Regions from separate parts of the Mus musculus genome. Here region 2 is linked to region 1. A link is a contact called in public promoter capture Hi-C data. All regions are on one chromosome and are shown on one strand. Each heading gives the region's core, a stretch centred on a gene start, on an enhancer-like site or on the middle of the called end of the contact. The rest is flanking DNA. Distances are from core to core; before and after follow the strand shown.

The links. Promoter capture Hi-C pulls out the DNA fragments that hold promoters and counts their contacts.
Region 2: a promoter capture Hi-C map of embryonic stem cells shows a contact between it and region 1, with 4 times the contacts expected there. The contact joins two enhancer-like sites. A contact is called at or near these places in 9 of 39 promoter capture datasets (cranial neural crest, embryonic stem cells, hippocampal neurons and 5 more), 3 of 484 Hi-C or Micro-C datasets (all in embryonic stem cells), 1 of 115 datasets of contacts at active chromatin or transcription factors (embryonic stem cells) and 1 of 9 other capture datasets (embryonic stem cells).

What each region holds. Positions count from the first base shown.
Region 1 is chr9:53,754,302-53,757,709 of GRCm38.p6, reverse strand. No RefSeq gene overlaps it. Among named protein-coding and RNA genes, the nearest start is that of Slc35f2, 16 kb to the left of the region's middle. Within about 2 kb of position 1,714, at least 11 of the 459 cell types and tissues checked have an H3K27ac peak or open chromatin away from gene starts, as enhancers often do. A contact at or near this core is called in embryonic stem cells, where this site is marked.
Region 2 is chr9:54,097,303-54,100,710 of GRCm38.p6, reverse strand. No RefSeq gene overlaps it. Among named protein-coding and RNA genes, the nearest start is that of Tnfaip8l3, 31 kb to the right of the region's middle. Within about 2 kb of position 1,825, at least 6 of the 459 cell types and tissues checked have an H3K27ac peak or open chromatin away from gene starts, as enhancers often do. A contact at or near this core is called in embryonic stem cells, where this site is marked.

The DNA of each region.
Region 1 (3,408 bases), core at 465-2,964:
TCTGTCTTTCTTTTTGATAAATATCATGTTTCCTTATTTTTCAGCCATCCATATTGTTACTTTACCTCCCTCCCTCCTTCTCTTGTCTGTACCTTCTTCCTCCTTCTCCTCCCACTTCTCTAAGGAGCCTCCCTCTCCCCATCAGATAGCTTGTACCCTACCATTCCCCTTTACCTTTTCCCACCTTCTGTGTTTACCTCCATCTCCTTTCCTAAGGAGTCCTATCTTTTCCCATTTCCCTGATCAGATCCTTGTACCCTGCTCCATTACTCTCCATGCCCCTCTCCTGGCAAGGGTCCCATTTTACTCTCCTGCCTTCTGTAGTAACTGCAGGCTGTGTGCTCACATCTGATGATTTGGAGCCAAGAGCCTCCAATGGGAGAGAGCATGTTTGTCTTTCTGGGTCTCAGTTACCTCAATCAATATAATCTTTTCTACTTCTAACCATTCACCTGCATGATTTCATTTTTCTTTTCTGCTAAACAGTATTCTATAGTGTGCATATATCGTATTTTCATTATCCATCTATTGATTGTAGGACATTTAGGTTTTTTTTTCCTATTTCCTACCTTTTGTTCATAGACAGCAAATGGACATTGTTGTGTCCGGCCAGCAGACCACAACCTGGGTTCTAGCCTGGAAAGGCATTTTGGAAACCTGGAAGAGAAGAGGGGCTAGAGAAGAGGTGGCGAGAGAAAAGAATGTAGCCAAGACAGTTACTCTGATCAAGGCTCAAATTTTATTGTTGCGACACTAGTTATGAAGGAAGGGGGAGGGGACCCGATTCCCGCCGAATAATCTCTGGTCCAGTAGAAAGGTGCACGTGTGTGGCTCCGCAGGTTCCAGCAGTGGGCGTGGCAGAACGAATGAGCAGGAAGCTCCACCCCTGAGCAAGCAGGTTTCAGGCTGGGGGAGGGGAGACTACATCTCCTCCCTTTTATTAACAAAATTTAAAAAAAGAAAAAGCTGGCCTGAGGGGGGAAAAATTATCTATGCTCAATAGTTCTGCCTGGAATCTAGGGCTAAAGAAAAAACTTGCTTTCCTGGGATTCCTTAACTTTTCTTATGGTAAACTGTATCTGGCTAAGAGTGACCTTTCTTAGTAAACAACTAACTGAAAAGCCTGGAGCTGTAGGCTCTGACTTTATAATGCTAATTAGTACTTGGTAGGTAACTTTCTAGTTGAATTTTAAGTAGGGCGTTGGAACTCTGGCTAAGTTTGACTGAACAAATGTGAAATACACTATAATAAGAATAACACTAAGTTGATATTCCTCCGCATGTTTGGATGATAGGTGGGAAACAGGGAGAAGGAGTTCGACCGGCTCTTGTAGTACAAAGCCAATTGGCTTTTTTATTTGGGTGGGAGGCAGAGGCAGTGAAGGGCTTGCCCTTTCAATAGTACGTCTCCAATCTCTCTCCCCCCTATTAATTAAGTTAAATAAGGCAACGCTTAACTGAGGTGATCAAATGATTTTCTCATCCGTAGATGAGTGGGCTTTTAACCTTGGCTTGGGTGGACATGGACCCGATTCCTCCCGTGGGTACTGATAAGACCCACACCCGTGGCTCTCGGTACCTTTTGGGAGAAAAGAATGTAGCCAAGACAGTTACTCTGATCAAGGCTCAAATTTTATTGTTGCGACACTAGTTATAAAGGATGGGAGAGGAGACCCGATTCCCGCCGAATAATCTCTGGTCCAGTAGAAAGGTGCACGTGTGTGGCTCCGCAGGTTCCAGCAGTGGGCGTGGCAGAACGAATGAGCAGAAAGCTCCACCCCTGAGCAAGCAGGTTTCAGGCTGGGAGAGGGGAGACTACAGGACATGATTGAGCAAACATTTGTGGAGTATGATGTTAAGTACTTTGGACATATTGCCAAGGAGTGATAGAGCTAAGTCATAGTAGATCTATTTGTAGCTCTTTAGAATTCTCCATTCTGACTTCCATAGTGGCTGCACCAGTTTGCTACTGTATTGGAACACTGTATTGGGGAATGCCTAAGGCTGTTCCCAGGCCACGGTTGCCTGTATTTGGCTCTTCAGAGACCCTGTTGCAGGAAACAAACCAGCAGAAGACAACAATGCAAGAACATGCACTGTAGAAATGGCCATCTATCGATAGATGGTTTGAAGAATATCAGCTATCCACTAGATAGAGAACGAAATCAGATGCCTATCTCTCACCAGGTACAAAAATCAACTCAAAAATACCTTGAAGATTTAAGTGTAAAACCTGAAATAAGAAACGTATGTTCTTATTATAAGAAAAACATAATAGGTGTAATGCTTCACAGCAGTGAAATGGGATGGATTTTTTTTTCACAAGACCCCAAAACAAAAGAAACTAAAAATAAACAAACGGGATTGCAGCGAACTAAAAGTTCCTGCCAAAAACACAGAGAAAAGCAACAGGATCCAGAGACAGCCCACAAGATGCAAGAGAGCAGATGTAAAGCAGACCCCTGACTCCCAGGGCACAGAATGCATTTCGAAAGCTCAGGAACCAAGAAGCCAAGTAATTCCATTTAAAGGTTGGCAGTGGATCTAATTAGGCATTTTCCAAGAGGGTGCATTCAAACTGGAACAAGTGTAGGAGAAGAACTGACATTGCTAGTCATCAGGGAAATGTGAATAGAAGTCACAGTAAGATACTCCCTCACCCTAGTAAGAAGAGCAACTTTTGGAAAGTCTAAAGACAACAACAGTCAGGGAGGATGTGAAGACAAGGAATTCCTACACACCCTGGCTTGGAATGTAAAGAAGCACAGTCATTATGGCAAATGCCAGAGATGTTCCTCCAAAATTAAAGAGGACTTCTAAATGACCCAGTGACCAATTACAGGAAATATTTAGAAGAAATACAATCAGTATGTCAAAGAGACATTCATATTTCTGTGTTAATACAGCACAATTCATAACAGCCAGACAATCCACGTATCTGTCAACGGATGGATAGACAGAAGAAATGAGTTGCATAGCCACAGTCAAGTTCTCTTCTAGCACTAGAGAAAAATGAAGTTCTGTTATTTGCAGCAACATGAATAGATCTGGAGGTAATTATGTTATGTGGAATAAGCCCGACACATAATGACAGGTTCCACAAAGCCCCCCCCCCTCCACACCTCTGAAGTAAAGAGTTGATTATTAGAAATTGAGAATGTGTCCTTATTACATGGTGGGGCATCTTCTGGGTGTATGCCCAGGAGAGGTATTGCTGCATCTTCTGGTAGAACTATGTCCAATTTTCTGAGGAACCTCCAGACTGATTTCCAGAGTGGTTGTACCAGCTTGCAGTCCCAGCAGCAATGGAAGAGTGTTCCTCTTTCTCCACATCCTCGCCAGTATCTCCTGTCACCTGAGTTTTTGAACTTAGCCATTCTGACTGGTGTGAGGTGGAATCTCAGGGAT
Region 2 (3,408 bases), core at 576-3,075, 340 kb before region 1:
GACCAATACTTTCCCCCTCGGTATTTAGCATTTCCCCAGGATATATCACCCTGCTTTCTTTAGTGTCTTTTGATTAGAATTTGCAAAAAAAGATTATTCCTATATATTTTGCCCAGATTTTTCTGTTGGATTCTGGTCAGAAAGTTATGCCCTGAATTGTCGGTCTGCATTTGCCCCGTGGTATTTCTTCAGTCTTGGTGCCCAGATTATTTGCCTCGCCTTGGCTCCCGGCTCTCATGACTGTGTTTGTGGCCTGGATTTTTGTTCTGATAATTTCACCAAACCTTTTCACACCACATCTTTACAAGCATTTTTTAAGTGGGTGTTGTGCTTGACTTCTTTTCCAAGATTGTGCCCTCAGCTTTTGTGCTGTGGTTTTACCCGTACTTAGACATGGATTTCCGCACGGATTCCCGCCTACCTTTTAACTCAATATTTTTACCAGGATTATTTTTTTCCCCAGTCAGGTATTGATGGTTTATTGAACGCACACTCCAAAACTGATTAATCACGGATGCAGCCAGGATGCTGGATTCAAAGACGGTGATGCCCTCAGAACCCGGTTTTATACAGGGAAAACAATGAACAGGCGCATTTGTAACATTCACAACGTTTGCAACATATAGGCTTCCTGGACAAAGTAGCTCTGTCTGACCTTTAAGCTGATAGGTTGGATCTAGAGGCAAAGAGGATAAGGGATCCCCAAAGTCCATGAGGCTCCGTGACCAAGTTCAACAAGTTGTCTTGTCGGGTAAGGAACAATAGGTCAAGTTAAGCCTGCGGTTTTGCCTTGTCTTTGCTCGCAACGTTTGTACCCTGGGTTTTTTCCTGAAATTTTTACCTGGATCTTGGGCCCCGCCTCTTGGCTCAGCTCTTTATTCAAAAAGTATCCCAAAAGTTCCACCCTGGGTTTATGCTGTTTTTCTTTTTGTTTTTATTTAACCCAGATTATGCTCCCAGGATGTTTGTTTGTTTGTTTGTAATTTTTTTGCCTGACACTGCTGGACTATTGACCCACCTGATTCTTCAAGTATTTTCTCTCATTATTTTTACCAGAAATATTTTACCCACCTCTGTGTCTTGATTTTTCTTTTAGGATTTGGTCCTGGGATTTGTGCCTGTATTTTGCCCTGATTTTTTTTTCCCCTGAGTTTTTGGTCTGACATTTTCATACAGCATTTTCTACCAAGAATTTTCACTAGGCTTTGTGTTTGAGGTTTTTTGCCAAGATTTTGCTTCTGGATTTTGTGCTTGTATTATGTTTTCTGAATTTTTCTTTTAGTTTTCTGGTGTGACATTTACCGCCATGCTTGTCATACAACTTTATTATCATGAATTTGCACTGCCTTCTCCCCAGACCTTTCTCAAAGGAGCTGTACACAGTTATTCTGCTGTTATTTATTTTCTTATTTTTTTAACCTATACAGTTCTACTGTGGTTTTATCCATCATTTACGTCCAGCATTTTTCACTCCGAATATCACCTGAATTATTCAACAATCTTTTATTGCAGGGCTTTCTCAGATCCTGCTTGTGGTTTAATGAAGACGAAGAGACTTCTGTATAGTATTGGCATTTTGTTGGGGCACTCTCTCAGCTAGCTATCTAACTTAACCTTGGCTTATATAACATCTCCCCACACAGTTCTTACTGCCTGCTTACAGCTCCATTCCCTCTCCCTTCTGCTTCTCTCTCTCTCTCTCTCTCTCTCTCTCTCTCTCTCTCTCTCTCTCTCTCTCTCTCCAGAAGTCACACTCCAATACTTTCTGCCCCAGCCCTGGACCACTAGCTCTTTATTACACAAAAGACACATTCCAGTTTGAACCAATCAGTGGAAAGACAACACCAGGTCTATCCCTTGGGTTGCCTGACCTTCATCTTCTGGGCAGGTGAGGAAGGACAAGCATTTACATGCAGAAAACCAGTGATGGGCCATAGCAATGACAATACCACCAAAATCCTGCTAGAACTTAGCTTTGTGCTGGGACAGCAGTCAACAACTGAAAAATACAAGGACATATCTTTATACAAAGAAGGTCACCCCAACATCTCCCCCTTTTAGTCTGAGAAATGACTTTACCTCTAATATCAATAAATTAGTCACAATAAGAACAATTATGGGAACACTAAGATAAGAATTATATTCATAATGCCCAGTTCATTTGTTTTTGGTAAGCTTGGAGAAGGAACTCAGTATCTATCCTATCTTAGTGAGTCCAAAGTTCTATATCTAAATCACTTTCTTATCACTGCTTCAAGTTTCATATCCTCTAACCTTCATAACTTGCATTTACCAACCTTCAAAGATCTTCTTAGACCCTAAAATACTTCCTTAGACCCTGAACAACTTAAGCTTTTATGTCTTTAATCTTACACACTTTATATCTCTTCATATCTCTTCTTTTTGAATCTGAAAACAAGGAAAACTGTAAAACCATGACTAGTATTCAACCCCATCAGAGACCTGAGAAGGATAAATTTTATCTGCATAAACAGGAAGCACAGAGCAAGCATCTTCCAGTCTATAATAATGACAGAGACTACTGGCTACACAAACAGTCACCCAAGGTTACCCTATGTTGCTGGGGCATCCATCTTCAGCCACCAGACCCAGAAGATCTGACAGACTTCCCTGTGCAGCAGGAATTTTGAAGGACTGTCCTTCCTTATCTTGGCAAAGTACAGAACTTGATTTTCCAATGTCCTACTTGCCCACAGTTTGGACAGTGTGCTGTCAGCAGTCAAGGCACAGGACAGTGTATAGCCCAGGGTCTAGCTTTGCCACACTTGAAGAAAACTCTAGGTGGAGGTTCTTTGGTCCTCATCATTTTTGGAGGAGAATGAGGGTGCTACCAGGAGCTGCTCTCTGTCACAAAAAGCCTTTTTATTATCAAAACATCTTAAATGCTATATTCTTGGGATCTCTGAAGTATTTCAGGATAACCCATGTATCTAAAGTATGTCTAAATAGACAAATGTTGCTTGCTCTAGGTACTTACCTGATGTATAACTTTGAAAGCATTTATAGGAGGCTAAAGAAAGCTTATTTCTGTAATTAACTAAGCCAGTGCCTAATCTGAATACAAGTTTGATTGTTTATAGGTGACTGATCTTTAACTTGCCTTTCTAAATTATCATTAACAATTTACAACAGTAACTTTTATAAGACTAGAACTTTACATTAAATTTTAAATGGGTTGCTTAAGTGTAATCAAGGGTGGGTTCCCAAATAACAACTTGGAGGCTTACTTATGAATATATGTCTAGGCCGTAAGCTAGTCTAATTTCTCGACTAACTCAAATTATTATCCCGTTTATTTTATCCTGAGTTCAGCCACACGGCTGGTTTCTTCTCCTGATATTCACACAACCAACTTCTTCTGAGTACAGATGGCAATTCCTCCCACGC